Regions from separate parts of the Mus musculus genome. Here all the other regions are linked to region 1. The links are chromatin contacts, called in public Hi-C, HiChIP or PLAC-seq and promoter capture Hi-C maps. All regions are on one chromosome and are shown on one strand. Each heading gives the region's core, a stretch centred on a gene start, on an enhancer-like site or on the middle of the called end of the contact. The rest is flanking DNA. Distances are from core to core; before and after follow the strand shown. Region 1 holds the start of Smap2 (small ArfGAP 2). Region 2 holds the start of AU022252 (expressed sequence AU022252). Region 3 holds the start of Trit1 (tRNA isopentenyltransferase 1). Region 4 has its middle 23 kb from the start of Cap1. Region 5 holds the start of Mfsd2a (major facilitator superfamily domain containing 2A). Region 6 has its middle 28 kb from the start of Ppt1. Region 7 overlaps Ppt1 (palmitoyl-protein thioesterase 1).

Region 1 (3,331 bases), core at 219-2,718:
GGTTTGGAACAGGAATAAATTATTCTGATTAATAATGTAACAAATATTTTAATTTCCCTTTATAATATATAAATATTATATATTACAATATATAATAAATAAATATATAATATAAACATTTTGAGGGGAGCCTGGTCTTGGGAGAAAGTAGAGATGAACAAGACTGCTGTCTTAGAGGCAAATAAACACTTTGTCTTGCTGGCCTCCCTGGTCTATTACTCTAGCCTTCAGAAGAATCCCTTAAGAGCAAATATCAGGAAGTAGCGTTCTCTTCCCCTTTAGCACATCCTGTTTTTTCTCAGTCTCTTTTAAGAATTTGATGAGTGAAGGGACGGAATGCATACACAGGAAGATGGCCGTGGGTTCAAGACACTATTTGTAACAAGAGAGGCTTTGGAAAATAATACCTAATAACCATTTTTAAGTAGCTGCTTATTCCATGTTACCCTATAACTGGCTCTCCCCCAAACAACCTGAGAGATGGCTCAGCAGGTGAGAGAGTTTGGTAATCTCTCATAGGACCCTGGTTCCTTCCCCAACACCCACATCACACACCCTCATCCATCAGCTGAAACTCCAGCTTCAGGTACTGCAATGCCCTCTTCTGGCCTCCTTGGACACCTACACACACACACACACACACACACACACACACACACACGCACGCACGCACGCACGCACGCACGCACGCACACGCACACGCACACGTACGCACTCACACACGCACGCATGCACACACACGCAAGTAAAGGAGGCTAGGTATGGTGGCACATACCTTTAATCCCAGCACTTTGGAGGCAGTTCTCTGTTAGTTCGAGGCTATCCTAATCTACAATATAAAGTTCCAGGCCACCAAGGGCTACTTAGGAAGAACCTGTTCAAAAAAAAATTTTTTTTAAAGGAAAGAAAAGTTCTGCCTAGACACTAGTCAGAGCGATGCTCAAAAAGGGCAGTAGTCACAGAGAAGACTAATGTATATCAGCGGCAGGAGGCATTCCAAGTTAGAAGTGATCACGAGGGAGGGTGTAATGTCTCTTTAACTCGGGTCAGAGGGTGAGTCCTTTTGTCTCTTGAAGGAAAGACTAACCTAAAGGAGTCTGGGATAGCCACAACCCTTGTATTATATAAGGATAATAAACACACATCTTATAAAGGTTGCTGTGAAGAGCATACTGTGATAATTGATAGAAAGCGCTTAGAGCAGTACATGGCACACAGTATGAGCTCTGTAAATGTTGGTCGTTCCCTTCACTTTATTCTCTTCACTCTCCTCCCTCTCCACCCGGCTTCATTCATTCTTTTCCAAGGGCACGCAGGGGGCGTGTCCTCCCTCCCGCCGCTTCCACCTAAGCCCCGCCCCCGGCTCTTCCCGGATTGGTTCCTAGGAGGCGGAGCCAAGGGGAGAGCCCAGTGCAGCGCGGTGGGCGGGGCGCATGCGCGGGTTGGGCTGGGTGGAGGAGGAGAGGAAGAGCTGCCGGAAGTAGGCGGTGGAGGTGGCGGCTGAGCTGGTCGCAGCTGCCAGGGAAACCGAGGCGGGAAGCACAGCGGGCAGACCCTCAACACTCGGGGTCAAGTGTGCGTCCCGCACGCCTGAAGCCGGGAGCTCGCTCCACCTAGGCCACTTCTGGGGTCCCGCAGCCTCCGCGAGTCCCTGCCTTGCCCGAAGCCCGCCAGGGGGCGCCGCGCTGAGGGGCTGAGGGGCTGCGGGGCGGGGGCGCTGACGGCTCTGACCCCGGGGCTGCTCCGGGCCGGGCGAGAGGACCGCCTGGGCGGGGACCCCAAGGCCTCAGCCCCGGACAGAGGCAGGGGTTCTTGGGGGGTGCAGGGGGCGCGTCGCCCTCTGCCCCCGCCGGCACCCTGGCCATGACAGGCAAGTCGGTGAAGGACGTGGATCGGTACCAGGCGGTCCTGGCCAACCTGCTGCTGGAGGAAGATAACAAGTTCTGTGCTGACTGCCAGTCCAAAGGTAACGCATCCGGGGCGCCGGCGGGGGGCCAGCTGCGGGGCGGCGGCGTGGCGATGAGCTGCGATGGCCTGAGTGGGGAGGGGGTTCTGGAGCTCAGGGCGAGTCCTCTTCGTATGACCACGCGAGCCACCCTCGCTCATGAGCTTGCTGGGTTTCCTCGGGCTTGGGACTTGGGGTTTGGTGTGGGCGAGTGTGTGTGTGTGTGTGTGTGTGTGTGTGTGTGTGTGTGTCAGCGAAGTGGGGATGATATAGTGGGGGGTGGGGTTGCCCGGTGTGTTCAGGTGAGACTGTCTATGTTGCAGACTCTGAATGGCTTCTGGGCTCGCTGTCATGCAGAGCTGGCAGCCTTTTACTTGGCAAAGCTGTGGGTGAGCTGCAGTGTGGTGGGGGTGGCGGTGGGGGTGACGAGGAGGAAGGTGAGATGACTAAGAGAAAAACTGTCGAAATGATATTTAAAGGTGGCATTCCTTGCTGTCTGCTATGTCGTTAGCAGCTCCTGTCATTTTACCACCTTGTTGAGCTCAGACCGAGTGCTTAGGTGGCTTTCTTCACCCAGGTCGTGTGCACTGAGAAACAGCTACCTTATGCAGTGACACAGTGCGGATTTCTAGGTAGTCTAGCCTGGGTTGTGGAGGCCTCATGCGTGTGTGGTGAGCGAAACTAGCAGACCTGGACTGTAGTGCAGGACCCGTTCAAGCAGGGAGAAAAGGAAGCAAGGAATTCCCCCAATTCGTTATTTCCCTGGTGATTACACCTTTAGAGAGGAAATAGAAATTGGCCACAACCACTTAGCCTTTGTTTTCTGTGTCTGTAAAGGTTCATGCTGTGTTACAATTAAAGGTCAATATGGTAGAAAATTTACTAGTGAATTCTGTACAGCTTTGTAGGTAGGAGCAGCTATAATTGGGAGGGGGTATTTACTTTAGTTCATTTCCTGAATTTGCCATGTAGCATATGGGTATAAAGTAGTATAAAGCATTCAGATGTGTGTGTGTATTAATGTTGAGAAAAGCAATAGATACTTAGCCCATACTTCATGTGATTATGGTTTATTTTAGAGTAAGGTTATGTAAGGAGGGCGCAAGAATGATGATGCATTGATTTAGACTCCTAGTAATAAATTTTAGTGACCTCTATCAGTAGGCAAATGCAGTGAACTGTCAGCAAAGCAGGTCCCCAGACTTCTCTCGAGAATTTTTGCGTTAACAGGAGTTCAATTTATGTTGAGGAGTCGAAATTTCTTGTAGCTTGATTCTTGTTAGATCTACTGGAAGGTTTGGTTTACAGTGTAGGAGCACCTTTGGTCTACTCAAATCCTCTGATGTCCTCATTGACAATTTTAAGTCGCAGCGAGGCATCCACTGA
Region 2 (3,238 bases), core at 133-2,632, 1.8 Mb after region 1:
CATGAGCAGCCCACCCCCCTAACATGGGACTAATATCATTTACTCAAAGGATACTGTATGTATCAGGGCAAATGAGGCAATAAACAAACGTAAAGTGCTTTAACGGAGTCCTGGAAATATATGTTACCAGTCATCACGGGCAGACAAGGCTGGCGTTCCAAGCCCGCTTATTGACTTGGCCTTAAATCGCTGTGGCATCCCAAAAGACAGTCATTTTCTTAAAAACAAAAAACCCAAAAATACTAGCTAGAGGGTCCTCCACAGGGCGGAGCCAGGCAGCCCCTGCTGGCGACGTGGCAATCCCACGTCCTGAAAGAGCGCTGCTGTTGGATTAGGGAGCAGGGAAAGCATGATTGGAGAACGAACCGGAAGGAAGATGTTGCAGAAGCACTTGGACACTTGCAATGAAGTACTGCTGGGAGACCCTAGCGGCCGCCTCGGTTCCCTCTAGGAGGCCTTCCCAAAAGAAAAAGGTCAGGTTTTTCTTGGCTTGGGCTGTCACTACTGGCTGGACCTTTAGGGTTAGCATCTGCCCATAAGAACCGGGTGAAGCTCCCAAAGTCCGCCAAGAGCTCCCTAGCCAAGAGGTCCCTTGCCTCCCTGCCGTCTCATCCCTGCTCTGCTCCCCAAGTTCCCCAGGTCGCTCCCGGCCACCGGGCTCCGGACCAGTCGCACCTTGAAATAGGCGACCTGCAGGTAGTTGTACGGGCTCCGCTTGTTGAACTCCAGGTCCAGTTCTTCACTCAGCAAGTGGGCAGAGGGCGGCCCGAGGCAGCGGCGTAGGCAGGCGGCACGGCGCAGCACGGCTCCGAAGAAGCGCAGGTCGTGCAGGGCGGCGGCGCCCGGGTCCTGGCTCAGGCTGGGGTCCGGACCGAGATCCAGGTCCGGTGCCCACGGCAGTTCGGTGGCACAGCGTGTGCGGCAGCGCAGGCGGAGGGCACGCAGGGCCGCCCGCGAGCGCAGCGCCCGCTCCATGTTCAGGACCACCCCGGGCCAGTCCCCGCGCGAGTAGGCCGCGGTCCCCTCTGCGTAAAGCAGGTCAGGGGCTGCCACGTCCCATCCCGGCTCAGACTCCGCCGCAACCCGTAAGGCGGCGGCGGCGGCGACCGCTAGCATCGCTGCCAGCAGCCTCCTTTCGCTCACCGCCATGGCCTTGCTCCTCCACTTAACGGGACTGCTCGCCTGGGGCACATTCCAGAGTCCCGCCCCCCACAGAAGCCACGCCCAGAGACGAGCCACGCCCCAAGTCCAGAAGCTCGTGGCAAGGAAACTTGTACCGCCTCTTGCTTTCAACCAATCCAAACACTTACTCTTCGTGAGGCTCCGCCTCTAATCTCATGCGCACAGCTCAATGGACTGAGAACGAGAAAACCCCGCCCACAAGCTGTTGTGCGCCTGCGCTTTAGACTGAGCTCCCTGCGGGTGGTGGGACCGAGGTGCTGTTATGGCGGACCCCGGGGTTCCCGGCCGGTACGAAAGTGGTACGGGAAATCTGGGGGTGAAGGAGGCGGCGGGTCCTGGAGGTAGGTGGGACTGAGTTGCCTGGGTAGGAGGTCGCAGCCGGGTGGCTCTTTCCTGCTGGCTCACGGAAGGCTGAGGGTTTCAACTTACGCCTGTGTTCGGGTGTGTATCGCAGGAGCCCTGGTGGAGCTCACCCCGACCCCCGGCGGCCTGGCTCTGGTGAGCCCCTACCACACCCACCGGGTCGGGGACCCCTTAGACCTCGTGGCGCTCGCCGAGCAGGTGCAGAAGGTGAGGAATAGCCATCTCCGTACTTTACCCTGCCTCTTTGGGCTCGGGACAGCCTGTGAACTCGGCAGTACTGAAGTTACCATTCCATTTCACACGAAGAGGATCACTCTATCCCAATTCCTCTGTTGTTGTTTGTTTTGAGACAGGGCCTTTCTACATAACTCTGGCTGTCATGGAACTCTCTATATTATAGACTAGGCTGGCCTCGAACTGACAGATCCACCTTCCTCCCCCACCCTCCAACCCCAAAACCCTATGCTGGGATTAAATGTATGGCTTCTATACCAAATTCTTAAATAGTCACATTTTATTCTGCTTCCCATAAGGTCTTTATCTGTTACCCAGGAGCTTGTGGAACTTAAATATATGCTCTTTCTTTCCTTTTTAAAAAAACAAAACAAAATAAAACAAAAACTGCTGGGGTTGTAGTTTACTGTTGCCTAGCCCTGAATTTGATTCTTAGCACTACCAAAAACAGCATGCAAAAAGGCACAGGGTAAAATTCCTATTGAAAAAAAGACCACACACAATAAAACTGGAGGTAGTTTCATTTGCTGTATAGCCCAGGTTGGCTTTGAATTCAGCCTCCCAAAGGCTGGGTATTACAAGGGTCGCTGTCACACATGGTGAATTTCAGTGGATACAGTCAGTATTACTATGTCCAGAGCTTAGGCGTCGGTTTCCATAATAGGTAAAATAAAGAAGATATGCAAAATAATGGAAAAGACCGTAGAAGTTTTGACAGATTGGTTTTGATTGTTTCTCTCTGGAGCTCTGGATCTGTAAAATGAGATCTTTGAGGTGGAGAGGCTCATAGGGCTAAGTGGGACTCCAGTTTCCTTCTCTTAGCAAGACTTCCCCTGAAGACTCTTTTACAGTGTCGGAGCCTGGCTGCTTTAAAAGCTTCTAGTGTTCTCTTTCTCTTGTATAAACTAGCTTATTTGGCAGTTATCGTGTTCAAGAGTTTGTTTTGATCAAGAAAATTAATGATTGACATGCCAAAAATCCCTCACACAAAAAATGTCTGTTGTAGTATTTAAGAAAAATTCAAATGTTTAGAAAAACCTTTTTAATTAAAACTTTACTTTTTTTTTTTTTTTAAGAGAGGTGGGCTCAAAAACAGGCTTAGAAGACTATCACGTGTTTGTTTAATCAGGCTGCTATTGGAGGGAGGTAGCTAGGGACAAAATCTTGGGCAATCAACACTTTGAGTTTCAGAGTGACGGTAGTGGACTCAGCCACAGAGAGAACACAGCTTTTTTTTTTTTTTTTTAAGATTTATTTATTTTATATATGTGAGTACACTGCCGTTCTCGCCAGAGACACCAGGAGAAGTCATTGGATCCTGTTATAGATGGTTATGAGCCACCATGTGGTTGCTGGGAATTAAACTCAGGACCTCTGGAAGAGCAGTCAGTGCTCTGAACTGCTGAGCAATCTCTCCAGCCCAGCTTTAGTCTTTTATACTGGTGACATATAAAGGATA
Region 3 (3,404 bases), core at 437-2,936, 2.0 Mb before region 1:
CCAGAGAGGTCAGGGTCAGGGTCTCCCCAGCCTAGGCACTTCTTTAGAGACTTTCCATGACATTCATTGATTTCTCCCTTCTCAAGAATTCTACCAAATTTAATAGTCTATCACGAAATCCAGCACTTGTAGTCTCTTCTGATCTTCTGAACCCGCCCACCTGAAAATGCTCTATAAGTAGCTCTGTTCACTTATTAGCTCTGTCTTACTCTATGTTTAGCCAGACTAACATTCCCCAATATAAGGAGTTTGGTCTAATGTACATATACACACACACACACAGTCACCATAGTTTTCACTGTTAACATATTTTTTAAACACTTGTAATAAGTGCTTCACATATATTTCATTTAATGATCACAAGGTTGTTTTTTATATTCTTCCTATTTTAGCAAAGGAACAAAGGTATCTTTGTTCATGTAGCAAAAAGTTGGGGGAAAAAAAATCTGGCTGAGATTCAGTTCAAGCTAAACTCTTTATCTCCCTAAGCTGGCACAAAGCAGGCTGCAAACAACTATTTGTTACATTACCTTACCTTTTAGTATAAGCTGATGATCTTATCATGGAAAAATAAATTATGAGGGTAGAAACAATGTCAGGAGCCTTATGAGGTAAAGTGGGGCAAAGAATTAATTACTAATTTTAGGTTACTAACCATGAGTTCTGCGACTGGTTGTATATGTTCGACACCTTTGAACATGCCTAACAGCTGTTGTAATTCTTCTCACATTCACCCAAAATGTCACCTACTCTCTAGCTCAAATGCTCCTACATCCCCGAAAGTCCTCTCGCAAAGAGGACAAAAGGATTAAAAAACAAAAACAAATAAACAAAAAAGCCCTCAGGTTCAGCCAATATTTACCACAATGTCTGACCTTCGAGCTGGCCTCCCTCTCTCCACTGTAACACTCCAATGTCTCACTTATTAAATACTTTAGCCTTGTGATTGTGGGGCAAATGACATTTCCTCCACTTTACAAATATAATATTCAAGTAAAGGGCACTGTTGATCTGAAGTCACGAAGCCAGTGGCTGCCTCTGACTGCTCTAGTGCCCAAGAAGACACTCACAGGTGGCATCTGACTTACCTTGGGCTAGAATTAGAATTATGGCAAAATTTGGGAATAATTAACTTACTGAAATTCACCGGATGTCAACCTTAAACGTTCCACTATCTCTCCTCCATTTATTTGCAATGTGCCACGCACAAGGTCACTTCACCTCCCCAGCCCCCAACATTTTTATCCATAAATGAAACTGTTGGTACTATCTACGAAAGAGTAATGGCCTGAGAAGTTACTTAGCGATCACAGGACACAATGGACACTGTCTGCCATTGGAATGGGTACCTAGCAGGTGTGGGTTCCTTTCATCTGGATCCCCATACGCCTCGAGGTTCACCCACTACAGCCACGCGACAGGGTGTCCCCTAGTCCAGAGGCCCGCACGCGACCTCCAGGGTTCCCAGGCCCCCGGGCCAAGCACGCTGCCATACCTGCATGGAGTCGGCGCTGACGATCTCGCCGCCGAGCCGCTGGCCTAACTGCAGAGCCAGGGTGGACTTGCCAGTCCCAGTAGCCCCGAGAATCACTACAAGTGGCAGTGTTCGCCGCAGGCCTCGGAATCCAGAGCTCACAGGAACTGCTCGTGCAGCAGCCGCAGCCGCCATCTTGAAGGCATCTGAGCATGCGCCGAAGCAGCTGTCCCCATGGCAACAGTCAGTGCGCCGGCGCGGATCTCCGGCTCAGAACGCGGGGAGGGTGGAAAGGAGGAAACTGTGGGACAAAGGTACCAAGCTTAGGAGGCCCATGACGTAACTGCCTTCGACTAGCTGAGATTAGCCCACCGACTTGCTTTCTCAAAGGAGAGATGGCAGCCCATCTAAAATATTTCTGTCTACATTGCGTCCAGGCACCCAATTCTTTTTCCTCATAGCATTAATTCAAGAATAAAACTGTATAACTGGCCTCTGGTTTATTGTCTGAGTTCTACCACAGGCTGTTAATTTCACAAAGACAAGAAGCACATTCTGACTAGTTCATTGCTGAGTCTCCTGTGCCTAGCACAGGCACCCACCAATGATTAAATGGACAGAGAAACGACTTGCCTACCTTAGCGTTGGATTTAATAAGCTCAGAGAGTGTCCGATTCTCAGTCATTCTTCAAAATCAGATCTGTCCAATTCTCAGTCAAGAGCATGGCTCTAATGTTTGAATTCCACACTCATTTAGACACAATCAGAAAGCAGGACAAAGCTCTGCGTTGGCATAAAGCAGTCAAGAGATAGGCTTAAAAGCAAAAGAACAAGCAAGTGAATGACAACCCAAAAATTAGAAGAGGAAGCAGAAGAAAATCAAAGGGTAAAGCAGATACAAGTGAGGGAAAGAAAAATCAGAATCAAGGATGGCCAGACTTCAAGATTCCACACACCACTTTGAGAAATGGCTTTAAGAATCCAGAGAGATGGTTTAACATGTAAAGTTGCTGGCAGCCAGATCTGATGACCTGAGTTCAATCTCCAGGATCCGCATGTGGAAGGAGAGAGCTGATGCTGACCTCTGTACACACACACACACACACACACACACACACACACACACACACACCACACACACTGAAGTTTAAAATTAAGAAAGAATGGTTATGGAACCCGATGAACCTAGATTCAAATTCCAGCTCTCAGACTTATCAGCTGAGAGCTGATTAATTCTCATCAGAATTAATTCCATTAGCAGCATTTTTTTTTCTCTTTGTCTGAAGACTGAACCCAGGCCCCCCCTGGGTGCTGAATATACACTCTAGCACTGAGCTGAGCACACTTCAGACCCTTACTTCACCTCTTAACCTCAGCAATTTTATCTTTCCATTCTTCCAAGGATTGCCATAAGGAAAAGGTGAAATAATGTCTGGAAAGTGCTTGCTTCAAATGCACTGGCACATAACAACCACCATTTGTTAAACAGTTTGTGTTATTATAATTGTACAATCCCATCTGCCTCCCTAAATAAGTAAGAGCAAAAGCCTAAGGGCAGAGAATCTTTCAATAACGTGTAAAGATGCTTAAATACCCCTTCTGCTAACCTCTAGCTAGTTGGGCAGTTTAAGGGGTCTGAGGATGCAGGTTTAGTGGTAGAGCATTTGCTTAGTCAGCATGAGGCTCTGGGTTCAGTCAGCACTTGGGATGGGGGCGGGGGCATAAGTGCTTTTTCTCTGAGACTGCTTCGGTCTAGCTCCTAGGTAAAGCCACGAGTAGTCTGATATGTTTTGTAATGTGGTGGCATGATGCAGCAGGAGGAGGTGCCTCAGCATGGGGCCGCTGAGACCCCCACCCCCAGGTATCAGCCACCCAATGGGTCTAGTAGGAAATGTTTATTTGAGGGATGAGAAGGGAGTGGAGGCAGAGA
Region 4 (3,189 bases), core at 75-2,574, 1.9 Mb before region 1:
TGGGAATCGTTACGAGCTACTTTGATGGCTGAGTTCCACAGCCCACCTGGCAAAACACTAAACCAAATAAGGTGCTGGCCAGCCAATGGCCAGATGGCATGGACTGGGGATGGGAGGACCGAATTATGCCAGGGTGAGGGGTTAGAGAGATACCCCAATAGCCAAGAGTGCTTGTTGCTCTTCCAGAGGATCTAAGTAAGGTTCCTAGCACCCACACGAGGGGGAGAAGGGAGCTTTGCAACCACTTGTAACTCCAGCTCCAAGGGATCTGCTGCCCTCTTCTGGCCTGTATAAGCACTGCACATATGATAACAATTCCCCTTCGCTGGTATCGTATAATTTCAACAAAACAAACAAGCAAACAAAAACATAAAACGAAAATAAAGTCAGGTGTGGTGGCACACGTGTTTAATTCCAGTAATCTGGAGACAGAATCAGGAGGATCTCTGTGAGTTCAAGGCCAGTCTGGTCTACATACAAAGTTCCAGGCCAGCCCCTACCTCCACCAAAAAGACCCCCCCCCCATCCTTCCCAGGTCAAAACAAAAGAAAACAAATCCAAACTCCGAACTAAACAACCAACCAACCAACCATATGAAACCTACACATATTAGGGGTAAGACTGACTGTAAGTGGGGAGCATACCGTTTCTTTTATGTATCATTTTTTTTTGTAGAAGTGTAAGTTACATATAATACTATGCATAAAGTTATATATATATATATTTACAAGGCAGTTAGCTCGGTGGTGGACATCATTAATCCCAGCACTTGGGAGACAGAGGCAGGTGTATCTCTGAGTTTGAGGCCAGCCTGGTTTATGGAGCGAGCTCCAAAACAGTCAGGGCCACACAGAGAAACCCTGTCTCGAGGTCCCCTACCACTCCCCAAAAAGGTAATTATCCCTCTCTCATCTTAGAATTATGTGTGTTGTGTATAGTGTGTGTGTGTGTGTGTGTGTGTGTTGGTTAAATTTGTTGTCTGTCCACAGATTTCTAAGGAGGAGGATCATGATGGAACCCAGGGTGTGTGGGGATCGGGGATGGAGGAGGATCATGACGGGACCCAGGGTGTGTGGGGGTTGGGGATGGATGCCATTGCTGGACACGGGTTGTGTCTTTTTGGAAGGAGCTGAGTGTGTCTTTTGTTTGCCTTTGAAATAATCATATTATGTTAGACAGAAGCATTTTAAAACTTGTATATGGTATTTTAAAACGTGGGAAGATGTTGCTTGGCAACCCGCAGTTGGAATGCGGAGGACATCTGTTGTTTTCCTCTATCAGCGTTCTATCTCTTTCTTTTGGAGAAGGCCCTTCCCACACTGCACACTGTCTCCGTGGGGCTGTCAGTCACGGTTCAAAGCCCCTCTTGTCAGAGGATGACATCCCATCACAACAAAGCCGATTGGGAGTGCTTCCTCTTGGGAAAAAAAAATAGTGGGAGACGAAAGGGCAAAAACCACGCGGAGCTGATTAACGCCAGGGTAGGTAGCGGTATTAAGAGATTTGTCTGTAATCTGCATATCTGGAACCAGCACGACCCTGTATATTTTAATATAACACTCGACTGCTCTGGTTGCAAGTTTTTCCGGATTGTACCGAGTCTATGAATCTTTCACGTTTTTTCTTTCAATAAATATTTTAAATTTTGACATAAGATCTTGCTAGCTAGCCCAAGTATGAAGGGATTAGAGGGCATGAGCCACCACGATCAGCTTTATGCCCCTTCTTAAATTTGTCAGAGCTGGTTCCTGTTACTGGTAGCCAGGGAACTCCTTTGACATTAGCTCAGCGGGGAGAATACCAAAGCAAAGAGGAGGGGGCAGAAGTGAGTGAAATTGCAATGATCAAGATTTTTCAATACACCTTCATTGGCAATTTTCTCCCCAGCATGCCTCCACAGTGTGCAAAGTTAGGAAAGCTTTCTGGGAAGATGCCAGGAGTTTCTGACACATTGAACTCAGAACTACTCCCTAAGGTGTGGCTTTATAAGATGGGTGCTACAGGCAGGCAAGAGGGCTCAAGTAAAAGCGTTTGCTCTGGAAGCCAGAGGGGCCTGAGTTTGATCCCTGGACTTAACCAGTGGTGGATTCCAGAAACTTGTCCTCTGGTCTCCACACATGCACAGTGGCACCAACATACTTCATACACACAGACACCGTAATAGCAATAGCATGCAGTATACAAACCTCTAGGAACTGTGGTTTGTGTGGACTGCGATGTGAACAGTGTCTTCCTGCTGTGTAGTATGGTCCCTGTGGCTCTCTCTCTCCTTGCCTTTTCAAGTCAGTCCTTTTGATGAATTTGTTCTTTGGTGCCTCCTCTGACCCTTGGATTTTTTTCTCAAGCATACAACTGAGCTTCTACATAAACAGTTAAAACCTAATCAAGCACAGATTGATTTTTTGTTGTTGTTGTTGTTGCTGCTGCTGTTTTGTTTTGGGAGCTTGTTGTTGTTGTTTTGTTTTTGAGACAAGGTCTTGTTATGTAGCCCTGGTTGGACTAGAACTCCATATGTAGACCAGGCTGGCCTCAAACTCACCTCTGCCTCCTTGTGTTGGGATTAAAGGAATATACCACCACATTGGTCAGACTGATTTCTTAAAAAAAGGAAACTATCAATTCAGATGAATATTTTTAGATTTATTATTTATTTTATGTACATGAATACACCATTGCTCTCTTCAGACACACCAGAAGAGAGAATCAGATGCCATTACAGATGGTTGTGAGCCACCATGTGGTTGCTGGGAATTGAACTCAGGACTTCTGGAAGAGCAATCAGTGCTCTTAACCCCTGAGCCATCTCTCCTGCCCCAGACTAATTTTTTTTTAAAGATTCATTTTATTATTTTTAAAGAGTTGTTTTTTTTTTTTAAATTTACTTTTACTTATGCATCTGTGTATGTCTATGTATGTATGTGTGTCGGTGCCTATGGAGGCCAGAAGGGGGCATCGGATCCTCTGGAGCTGGTGTTACACATGGTGAGAGCTGCCTGATTCCGGGTTTCAAGAGGAATGAATACAGTACCGAGCAATCTCTTCAGCCTTGTATTTTATTTTTTAAATTATGTGTATGTATATCTGTATGTGGGTATGTGCACAGGAATGCAGGTGCCCTTGGGGGCCAGAAGATGGCACCAGATCACCTGGAGCTGGAGTTACAAGCGACTGAGCCACACAGTATGTGTG
Region 5 (2,948 bases), core at 220-2,719, 1.9 Mb before region 1:
AGAGTTCTTATTTTCAAGGAGGGCATAATCTGGCTCGGTTATTCAGATCACTTCTGGAATGCTGCCATTCAAAGGAGTGAAGAATTTAGGGCTGGAAGAGACTGTACAGGACTCCATAGCTTCCCTCCTATAGTATGGAAGAGAGAGAGGGCAGTGTGACAGTGGGGACAACAGGCCTTCTTACAGTCTTCACTATTTCCCTTGGCTTGTTTCTGGACAGTGATGTGCCAGGGCACACAAGGGTGCTGTGGCCATTGTGGAGGAGTCAGATCTCAATAGCTCTTCCCTGCAATCTGAACTAAGAGGAGGGGAAAAAAAAAAAGCTTGACACTGAGAAACACAGGTCCTGTGTGAGCGGTCTCTGAGAGTCTAAGCAGTAACTTCACTGAAGAGGGAGAGCTGGACTTGACCCAGGCTCCTGGGGATCTGTGAAGGCTGGAGTGCCATTAGCAGAGGTGGAAGGAAAGGCAGCAAAGACCGTTCTCTGCTGGCACCTATGCCTGGCCTCTGTTTAGATGATGACGGTCCTCCCTTCTTTCAAGGACCACATTCCTCTGCATGCTCTTTCTCAAAGCTTTTCTTTTCTCTTCTCTCTTTTCTTTTCTTTTCTTTTCTTTTCTTTTCTTTTCTTTTCTTTTCTTTTCTTTTCTTTTCTTTTCTTTTCGACACAGAGGGCTGCTGGCGTCTTGTATCTCCCAGGGCTTCCTGTCTGGGAGCACAGACATAGCTCAGCCTTCTGTAATTTATGCTGAGGGGCAGAGCAGGAGAGTTATGAGTAAAGACTTTGGAACTGGACAAAACCTTTCTGGCCTGTCTGTGTCGCAACAGCTGTTCTTCTTGTGTCCCCCTTTCCTGGGTTGTAAAATGGGGATAATAATAGTACCACCCTCAGATGGCGTTCATAAGCACCCAGTGAGGTCATGTTAAGCCTGTTAGAAAGCTACCCATAAACGGCTGCTGTGGCCATGGCTCCTTCTTAGAACTTGCGAGTTCCCCTGCCTGGAAGCGGTAGCCACTGGACTTGGTAATTTTTCTGTCCCATTGAAAAAGGCCCCTACTTTTCAAAGGGAGGAAGAGGAAATTGTCGATCTTGAGACACGAGGGACATTGATAATGAAAGTTACAGCCCATGGCCTCAGGTTTGGGGGAGGGGAGAAGCCACCTGACTCCGGATTTTAAAAGGAGCTGATGGGGATTCAGAAGTCAAGGGCCACAGGCTCTACTCAGGGAAAACTCACTCTGGGGGACCTCGGACAGGTCACTTTCAGCCTGGGACTTCAGTTTCCTCGGGCGAGTCAGGTGGGTTTCTCAGCTTTGCTTAGGTAGTTAGGAGCACGCGGTGTGGGTTGCCGGCTTTGAGAACGTGGCTGAGCAGCGAGGCTCCGCCAGCCGAGATGGGCAGGCGCGTGCAGGGATTGGCTGGAGGCGCAGGCCCGAACCTTTAAGAGGCGCGGAGGGGACGTGCTAGGGAGTTTTCATCGCCGGCGTTCCTGGTTTGCTAAGTGCTAGCGAACGTAGTAGTGGCTGGGGCTGCGCCTAGGATCGGAGCCACAGGCGAGTGCCGGCCGGCAGAACACAAGAGCATCCCGGCGTCCCGGTCCCACGCGGCGTGGCCCGCGGGTCATGGCCAAAGGAGAAGGCGCCGAGAGCGGTTCCGCGGCGGGGCTGCTCCCCACCAGCATCCTCCAAGCCAGTGAACGGCCGGTCCAGGTGAAGGTGAGGTCCCGAGAGGAGGGCAAGGGGTGGTGGGCCGGCCGGGATGTGGGTATAGGGGCGTCGGAGACTAGGTCTGGCCTTGGGACACTTGGCGGTAACAGGGTACAGCGAAGCTTGAAAAAAGCAAGGAGTGCTCTGGGACCGGGAGTGATGGAGAAAGTCTGAAGCCCCTTTGCACACCCCTACAATGGGTTTGCGCCAAGAGAGGCGCCGGCAACTCTACGCGGCGTGGGGCTCTCCCCAGCGCTCTAGGTTCTACTGTGCTGAGCCACACTAGTTTCTCTCCCTAGACCTGAAGAGACCCCAGAAGTCTGAGAGTCCCTTTGGTTCTCCATCTCTCACCACCCCCCACTCTCGTGCTTTAACTCTGAGGAGGGCCACTCAAGTTCATTCATAAGAACAAGGGCTTTGCTCTTAAAGGAGCCGCATACCGAAAGCGTTTGTGTGACTGAGGGTTCACATGCACAGAGCTCCGCGTGTCTCGACATCCTCTCTCTCCGATCCGTTCTAACTCTTTGGATCTATTTAACCACACCATGAAACCATGCGGCCCCAGGAAAGGAATCTCTCACAATATAGCTAATTGGGAGGTGCTTAACTTTTCCTTTTAATTTTATTAACTGTTCTTGGAAGAAACGAGTAAGCAATTATGCTGTTACCATGTATGAGTAATCTCTACTTTCCCTGGGCAACCTCAGCCTCCCCTAGTGCTCCACCCGGAGAGGGCTGAGCCCTGCACCTGGAGCCCTTTTTACCCCTCTCCAAGGTCCCCTAGGAGCTGGAAAGGGTGCGTGTTAGGCAGATGGATGGTAGGACTGCTCAAGGGTTTGCCTGGAGCTGAAGACTCCCTACAGGGGCCCGGGAACTTTGGGACAGATTGAAAGAACAGCTGAGGATGCAGCGGGCTGGGCGCCCCCCCCCCTTCTGGTGCACTCATCCAGGACGCAGGTGGATCCTAGCTGCTGCGGGGCGTCAGGGAGGGAGCCTGGGCTGGGCTCAGGGAACTTTTGGCAGCAAGAGGATTTTCAGGTTGTGGCAGCTAGTGCCAGGTAGGGACAGGCCCATTGCTACCGCATGCTCTTTCTGGGTAACTTGGAAAGGAGCTGAGGGCCTGGGAGAAGATTTTATTTATTTATTTATTTATTTATTCATTTATTTTCTTACTTATTTGAGACAGGTTTCTCTTTGTATCCCTGGCTGACCTGGAATTAGCTCTGTAGACCAGGTTGGCC
Region 6 (3,344 bases), core at 823-3,322, 1.8 Mb before region 1:
CATGGATGAGTGCTGCTTACTGGTTTGATTTCCATGGCTTGCTCAGTCTGTTTTGTTATCGAACACAGGACCACCAGCCCAGGGTGGCTGGGCCCTCCAATGTCAATCACTAAGAAAATGTCCTACAGGCTTGTTTGCAGCCTGATCTGATGGGGGCATATACTCAGTTGATGTTTCCTCTCAGATGTCTCTAGCTTGTACCAAAACTAGTTATCGTAAGTGGGTACTGAGTTTGAGTTTGGCAAGAAGGACCCTGGAGGTGGATGGTGGTGACAGTTGTACAATGTGGACTCAAGAGCTGAAGAGATGTCTCAGCAGTTAAGAGCACCAACTGCTCTTCCAGGAGACCATAGTTCAGTTCCCAGCACCCATGTCAGGTGGCTCACACCCACCTGCCACTCTAGCTTCAGGGGATCTGACACCCTGGTTTCTGTGAGCACCCGAACACATATTTGCTCACTCCCACACAGACACATACAGCTACACATAACTAAAAATAATAAAAATAAAATTTAAAACAATAACATGGAGTCAATACCTCTGAGTAATACACTAAGAAATAGTTAAGAGTGATTCCTAAGCTAGCACAGGACCTGCAGAATCTACATAAAAGCTGCATGTGGTCTACACACACATGGCTTGCTGGCCACCAGCCTGCTCCAGATTCAAGAGAATTAGGTAGAGTATGATAGAGTGGAACACCTGATGTCCTCTAGCCTCTGCATGGAAACAGCAGAGCACACTTGCACACGTGCACATACACTACACACACACACACACACACACACACACACACACACACACACACACACCGGTTAATTTTAGGCCAGGGTGATGCTATCTGTTTGTAATCTCAGCAGTTAGGAGACAGAAAAAAAAATAGGGTTTCTGTAAGTTTGACGCCAATTTGTACCAGGCCAGCCTCAAAACCAACCAACCACCCACCCACCCACCTAACTAACCAACACCCCGCAAAAATCAAGGGCTGAAGAGATGCCTTGGTAGTTAAGAGCTCTAACCACTCTTCCAGATATCCCTGGTTCAATTTTCAGCACCCACATGAATGCAACATCAGTTCTAGGGATCCAACTTCTTCATCTAGCCTCCCCCGAGCACTATACACACACATGGTGTGCAGTTATATATGCAGGCAATACACCAAAAAAAAACCCCAAAAGAAAATATATTTTATTATTATTATTATTGTTATTGTTATTATTGTTATTATTTGTGTTTCTCTGTGTAACAGCCCTGACTGTCTTGGAACTCACTCTGTAGATCAGGTTGCCTTCAAACTCACAGAGATCTGCCAGCCACTGCCTCCCTAGTCTGCAATTAAAGGCATGCACCATCAAGTCTGGCCTGAAAACAAACATTTATTTTTAAATGTATTCTTTCATACAATACATCCCAATGGCAGCCTGCCCTCTCCCAGATCCATTCTCCATTTCTCTTCAGGAAAGAGCAGGCTTCCCAGTGATACCAGCTGGCTTCTCAGTGATACCAGCTGAACTCAGCATAGCAAGATGCAATAAGACTAGGCACAAACACCCATATCAAGGCTGGACGAAGCAACTCATAGGAGGAAAAGGGTCCCAAGAGCTGGCAAAGAGTCACTGATATCCCTTCTCCCTCTGTTAGGAGCCCTACAAAAAAACCCAAGTTAAATAAACACAGCATGTATGCAGAGGACCTAGCACAGACCTAGTGTAGGCTCTGTGATTGCCACTGCAGTCTCTGTGAGCCCCTATGAGCCCTGCTTAGTTGATTCTGTGGACTGTGTTTTCCTGGAGTCCTCAACCCTTCTGGCTCTTATAATCCTTCCTTCTCCTCTTCTACAGGTTTCCCTGAGCTCCAGCTAATGTTTGAGTGGGTCTCTGCATCTGCTCCCGTAAGCTGCTGGAAGGAGCCTCTCTGATGTCAATTGGGCTAGGCACCAATGTATGAACATCATTAGGAATCATTTCAGTGACTTTTTTCTCCCTTTTCAATTGTGTTTGGTTCTACTCTAGGTATCTGAGCCAAACATTCAGTTTCCAGTTCCTGGAATCCAGGCAATGTTGGGCACGGGCTCCCTCTTGTGGCTTGGGCCTGGTTATACCAGTCTTTGGTTGGCCACTCTCACAAGCTTTGAGCCACGATCTTGCAGGCAGGACGGGTACATACATGCTGTGCATACATGCTGTGTTTATTTATGGGTTGAAGGTTTTATGGCTGGATTGGTGCCTGGGTCCTGCCACTGGAAGCCTGCTAGGTTATCAAAGATGGATGATTCAGGCTTCATATACTCCATTACTAGGAGTCCTTGCTAGGGTCATCTTCATGGGTGAAGGAAGTTTCTGCTGTGTTCCTAGAAATGTTTCAGTATTCTGGTAATCTTTTCCTGTACTCCTTCCTCTGTCCCTCACTTCCTCACCCAATTCCCTCCTGTTTCCGTCCCCACCCACCAAGTCTATCCACAAATTATATTTTTCCTCCCCAGGGAGAACCCTGCATCCCCCTAGCCTTGTTACTTAGACTCTCTGGGTCTGTGGATTGTAGTGTGATTATATTTTATTTAACAGCTAATATCCACTTGTGAATCAAAATCACGTTTGTCTTCCTGGGTCTGGGTCACCTCACTCTGGATGTTTTAGTTCCATCCATTAGCTTAAAATTTTTATAATGTCATTTTTTCTCTAACAGCTGAGTAACACTCCATTGTGTAAGCATACCACGTTTTCTTTATCCATTCTTCTGTTTGAGGGGCATCTAGGTTGTTTCCAGTTTCTGGCTATTAGGAATAAAGCTTCTATAAACATAGCTAAGCAAGTGAGAGTGGGGTAGGATGGGACATCTTTTGTGTATGTGCCTAAGAGAGGTAAATCTGGGTCTTGAGGTAGATTGATTCCCAATTTTTTCTGAGAAACAACCATATTGATTTCCATAGTGGCTGTGACCTACCAGCAATGAAGGAGTGTTCCCCTTGCTCCACATCCTTGATAGCATAAGTTGTCACTTATGTTATTGATCTTGGTCATTCTGACAGGTGTAAGATGAAATCTCAGAGTAGTTTTGACTTGCATTTCTCTGATGGCTATGTACAATGGAACCAAACTGAAGCCATTTTTGAATAGAACTTCCATTTTGAATAGGAGTCAAATACATTTTAAGTTCCAAGACGTCCCTGGATAACAGATATCCTGCTTGGTAGAAAGAGACATTACTGTGGGTAGTTGAAATCACAGTTGGCAAGCTGAAATGAGACTGCAAGGCAAATCATCCTTCCATATCTGTTGTCTTAGTTAGGGTTTTATTGCTGTGAACAGACACCATGACCAATGCAAGTCTTATAAAGGACATCA
Region 7 (3,228 bases), core at 128-2,627, 1.8 Mb before region 1:
CAGTCTCTAGATGGTCCATCCTTTCGTCACAGCTCCAAATTTTGTCTCTGTAACTCCTTCCATGGGTGTTTTGTTCCCAATTCTAAGAAGGGGCACAGTGTCCACACTTTGGTCTTCATTCTTCTTGAGTTTCATGCGTTTAGCAGATTATATCTTATATCTTGGGTATCCTAAGTTTTGGGCTAATATCCACTTACCAGTGAGTACATACTGTGTGAGTTCCTTTGTGAATGGGTTACCTCACTCAGGATGATGCCCTCCAGGTCCATCCATTTGGCTAGGAATTTCATATGTGAGTACACCGTCACTCTCTTCAGACACACCAGAAGAGGGCATCAGATCCCATTACAGATGGTTGTGAGCTACCATGTGGTTGCTGAGAATTGAACTCAGGAAGAGCAGTCAGTGATCTTAACCACTGAGTCATCTCTCCAGCCCCATCATCCTGTTACTTCCTTTTTGCAGAACGAGTTCCCAGTCCCCGAGCAGTTCAAGACCCTGTGGAACGGACAGAAGTTGGTCACCACAGTGACAGAAATCGCTGGATAAGCAAATACATGGGTCCTGTGCCCTCTCCCTTCACACCATGGGATACATCTGTATGGAGACGGTTCTTTTCTAGATTTCCTCTACCTTTCTGCTCTTAAACTGCTTCTCTGCTCTGAGAAGCCCAGCTACCTGCCTTCACTGAAATATACCTCAGGCTGAGACGGGCGGGACAGCAGGTCAGTGGATCTTCACCGGAAGGTGCAGCTTCTCGGCATCAGCGCAGCTGCACCACAGGCTGAGCTTACAGAGCTTCAGGCCCAGACTGGGGCACCGAAGCTTTCAGCTTTGGGGGTCATTCTACCAACAATCAGTCCCTGAGGGTTCACAACACCCTGGAACCAAACATCAGAATGCACACTATTCTCCTAACAGTGAGCATGGGGGGCAGGAGCCAGGGAGTCTATTAGGTTCTAACCAACCTAGTTTTCATTGTTGACAAGTGAGGCCAGGCTTCCACTCGACCAAAAGCTAAGGATTGCCACCCAGCATTCCAAGCAGACTTGTTTCCTAAAAGCATCCTTCATCTGCATTCCATCCTGGGTCAGCATCAACCACAACATAGCAGGCATTCCCTTGCAGCTGCAGTACAGTAGCAGTGTCCTTTTCTGAGGAAGGAAGTCTTAAACCCTTTCCCCCCACCCCCTGGGATGACTGCCTTGATTCCCATGGGGAACAACTTTAAAGAAAACCACCACAGCATTCCAAGGAGTCTGGCGTTCCTCCTCCCTGCCAGATGACTGTCATTGCCTCCACTCACCCTTCTGCTTGTCACTCGGCAGCTTAGGGCCTCTGCGCAGGAACCTGACTAGGACTATGACCTCCACGGCGGCTGTTTAGGTCTCGACTTACATCAGAATCTTGCACAGCATTGCAAAATCCCAGTGCTCCCTCTAGGACACACTGACCAAAATATGCAACCTTTCCTTTCCTATTTTTTTTTTTTTTTTTTTTTTTTTTTGGTGGGAAAAGAGGAAGAAAGATTGTCCTGTGACTTCTGCCCATTACCTGAGGCCTGTGGAAATAAACCTTTATGTACTTAAAATTATACAGAAAATAGAATAAAGTTAATACCAAACTTGTTTAGTTATTCACCTGATGTTTTCAGTACAGAGATGTGAAAATACTGAAAATGATACCAAGTATAAGAAACTACTCTTTATTATTTTTAAAGACAATCTCAAAACTATTTTTAGATCCTCCCACTTCCTGCCCTTAACCCTCATCCTTTTATTTGAGTAGGTTTGAGAAAGGAAAAGGAAAAACAGGCAGTGGGTGAATTCTGTGGTGCTAATGGTGCTTTCATGAAAACAGTCATTTCTCCAAACCCGTGCTCTAGAGGACCCATCTAGAACATGCTGAGATCTCAGCATGGGCACTAGGGAGTCCATGCTCAACTGTAGGAAATGGGGGATCAGGGTGGTTTCTTCTTTAACAATCAAAGTTATCATCTGTTTAATAGGAGGGAAAAGAAGTCTACAATATTCCCCAATCATTTTCTTGAGGAATCAAATCAGCAGCAGTTTGATGTATGCTGGTAAATAGGATGTAGGGTAGGAATGCCAAAGCCCCACCTTTTTAGACTATTTCTCCCGTTCTTTGCAATGGTGTGACATTTATGCCACTTATAATATTAAGGGCAAGAACAGACACCTGGTTTTCACTTCTATACTCCCTCACTATCTCATAGTATATAAGACACACATTGCTGTAGGCTGTGGTGATGCATGCCTTTAATCCCTGTACTTGAAAGGCAGAGGGGGCAGGTGATCTCTGTGACTGTGAGTTCAAGACCAGTCTGCTCTACATAGTGAATTCCAGGCCAGCTAGGGTTACAAAGTGAGTGAAACCCTGTCTCAAAGAAGAGAAGAGAAGAGAAGGTCCATTTCCTTTCCTAAGCAACCCTGCTGGCAGTTCCCCCCTGTGTGACTAATTCTGTTACTGAGGATTAAGGATACAAGGTGAGCTCTGAAGGGGACGTGATGGTAGGCTTGTGGGGTGACTGCTAGGTACCTCTAGAGGGCAACACTTACACAGGAAAACAGTCTTAAGAAATGATGGGGAAACATCATGCACGGCCCACACAGCAGTGCAGAGAAATTGCTTGTGTGAACATCTCAGACCTGGGCTTTTATTTGCTCCAAATTTGTATGGGTTTTGCCCTCAGAGCTTGTCTCTTTTTCACTTCTGTCTCTTTTAGGCACAATTACTGATCTGCAACAACAGACTCCCATTTCTTAAACGGGAGCTTGACCATATCACAAAGTTGTAAAACAATCTCCATGGTTATTAGCTAATTAAACTTGAATCCAACACCATATGGTGATAGCAGGCGGCAAAGGATAAGATTGAGATCTTAGATCTTTCCAAGTAGGGTATGTTAGATGATAAGAGGAGAGAAGGGCTGGTTGCAGGCTAGATTAGAGTTCAGGGCTGAGCATGAACTATGTACATGGCTTGGAAGAGCTGTGGTTTCATGAACTCTGCTATAAAGTGCCAGGGCTTCACTTAAGAAAAGGTATGATGTGGGCAGTAAACCATTCTTTAGATATTTGAAGATGGTCCCCTTCCTTAGCCAGAAACACTAGCTTTCCTGCTTTGTCCATTTTCTTTAGCCCCAGGCGGTCCTGTAGAGAGAAAGGACATAATGAATCCAAGAGGCTTACTGAAGGTTTTAGACTA

The links. Promoter capture Hi-C pulls out the DNA fragments that hold promoters and counts their contacts. Hi-C and Micro-C count contacts between places; a contact is called where the count stands out from the background. HiChIP or PLAC-seq counts read pairs in DNA pulled down with a chosen protein or histone mark.
Region 2: a Hi-C map of B cells shows a contact between it and region 1, with 5 read pairs. The contact joins the promoter of AU022252 here to the promoter of Smap2 in region 1. A contact is called at or near these places in 1 of 484 Hi-C or Micro-C datasets (B cells), 2 of 115 datasets of contacts at active chromatin or transcription factors (bone marrow-derived dendritic cells and microglia) and 1 of 9 other capture datasets (liver).
Region 3: a contact with region 1 is called in a promoter capture Hi-C map of pre-B cells. The contact joins the promoter of Trit1 here to the promoter of Smap2 in region 1. A contact is called at or near these places in 13 of 39 promoter capture datasets (the 3T3-L1 cell line, 3T3-L1-derived adipocytes, the C10 cell line and 8 more), 2 of 484 Hi-C or Micro-C datasets (B cells and cortical neurons) and 9 of 115 datasets of contacts at active chromatin or transcription factors (SST interneurons, bone marrow-derived dendritic cells, embryonic forebrain and 4 more).
Region 4: a promoter capture Hi-C map of hippocampal neurons shows a contact between it and region 1, with 7 times the contacts expected there. The contact joins the enhancer-like site here to the promoter of Smap2 in region 1. A contact is called at or near these places in 7 of 39 promoter capture datasets (the C10 cell line, cranial neural crest, embryonic stem cells and 4 more), 1 of 15 datasets of contacts at CTCF or cohesin (large pre-B cells) and 1 of 115 datasets of contacts at active chromatin or transcription factors (bone marrow-derived dendritic cells).
Region 5: a contact with region 1 is called in a promoter capture Hi-C map of stem cell-derived epiblast-like cells, with 10 times the contacts expected there. The contact joins the promoter of Mfsd2a here to the promoter of Smap2 in region 1. A contact is called at or near these places in 15 of 39 promoter capture datasets (the 3T3-L1 cell line, cranial neural crest, embryonic stem cells and 8 more), 9 of 115 datasets of contacts at active chromatin or transcription factors (the 230-238 cell line, T-cell acute lymphoblastic leukemia, astrocytes and 6 more) and 1 of 9 other capture datasets (embryonic stem cells).
Region 6: an H3K27ac HiChIP or PLAC-seq map of large pre-B cells shows a contact between it and region 1, with 11 times the contacts expected there. The contact joins the enhancer-like site here to the promoter of Smap2 in region 1. A contact is called at or near these places in 5 of 39 promoter capture datasets (cranial neural crest, embryonic stem cells, frontonasal cranial neural crest and 2 more) and 2 of 115 datasets of contacts at active chromatin or transcription factors (astrocytes and large pre-B cells).
Region 7: a contact with region 1 is called in a promoter capture Hi-C map of pre-B cells. The contact joins the enhancer-like site here to the promoter of Smap2 in region 1. A contact is called at or near these places in 9 of 39 promoter capture datasets (the 3T3-L1 cell line, cranial neural crest, embryonic stem cells and 6 more), 1 of 15 datasets of contacts at CTCF or cohesin (large pre-B cells), 2 of 115 datasets of contacts at active chromatin or transcription factors (the NIH/3T3 cell line and embryonic forebrain) and 1 of 9 other capture datasets (pancreatic islet).

What each region holds. Positions count from the first base shown.
Region 1 is chr4:121,015,384-121,018,714 of GRCm38.p6, reverse strand. Smap2 (small ArfGAP 2) reads left to right here and starts at 1,468. Exons shown (of 10, transcript NM_133716.3): 1 at 1,468-1,966. The coding sequence starts at 1,864.
Region 2 is chr4:119,230,868-119,234,105 of GRCm38.p6, reverse strand. AU022252 (expressed sequence AU022252) reads left to right here and starts at 1,382. Exons shown (of 5, transcript NM_001012400.2): 1 at 1,382-1,523; 2 at 1,637-1,752. The coding sequence starts at 1,445. P3h1 (prolyl 3-hydroxylase 1) reads right to left here and starts at 1,191. Exons shown (of 15, transcript NM_019783.2): 1 at 676-1,191. The coding sequence starts at 1,149.
Region 3 is chr4:123,014,875-123,018,278 of GRCm38.p6, reverse strand. Trit1 (tRNA isopentenyltransferase 1) reads right to left here and starts at 1,686. Exons shown (of 11, transcript NM_025873.3): 1 at 1,496-1,686. The coding sequence starts at 1,669.
Region 4 is chr4:122,907,841-122,911,029 of GRCm38.p6, reverse strand. No RefSeq gene overlaps it. Among named protein-coding and RNA genes, the nearest start is that of Cap1, 23 kb to the right of the region's middle. Within about 2 kb of position 1,324, at least 30 of the 459 cell types and tissues checked have an H3K27ac peak or open chromatin away from gene starts, as enhancers often do. A contact at or near this core is called in hippocampal neurons, where this site is marked.
Region 5 is chr4:122,959,709-122,962,656 of GRCm38.p6, reverse strand. It overlaps Mfsd2a (major facilitator superfamily domain containing 2A), which reads left to right and starts at 1,469. Exons shown (of 14, transcript NM_029662.2): 1 at 1,469-1,716. The coding sequence starts at 1,624.
Region 6 is chr4:122,807,054-122,810,397 of GRCm38.p6, reverse strand. No RefSeq gene overlaps it. Among named protein-coding and RNA genes, the nearest start is that of Ppt1, 28 kb to the left of the region's middle. Within about 2 kb of position 2,072, at least 12 of the 459 cell types and tissues checked have an H3K27ac peak or open chromatin away from gene starts, as enhancers often do.
Region 7 is chr4:122,857,455-122,860,682 of GRCm38.p6, reverse strand. It overlaps Ppt1 (palmitoyl-protein thioesterase 1), which reads right to left. Exons shown (of 9, transcript NM_008917.3): 9 at 1,508-3,173. The coding sequence ends at 3,051. Cap1 (CAP, adenylate cyclase-associated protein 1 (yeast)) reads left to right here. Exons shown (of 13, transcript NM_001358035.1): 13 at 466-1,635. The coding sequence ends at 549. Among named protein-coding and RNA genes, the nearest start is that of Ppt1, 23 kb to the right of the region's middle. Within about 2 kb of position 1,377, at least 49 of the 459 cell types and tissues checked have an H3K27ac peak or open chromatin away from gene starts, as enhancers often do. A contact at or near this core is called in pre-B cells, where this site is marked.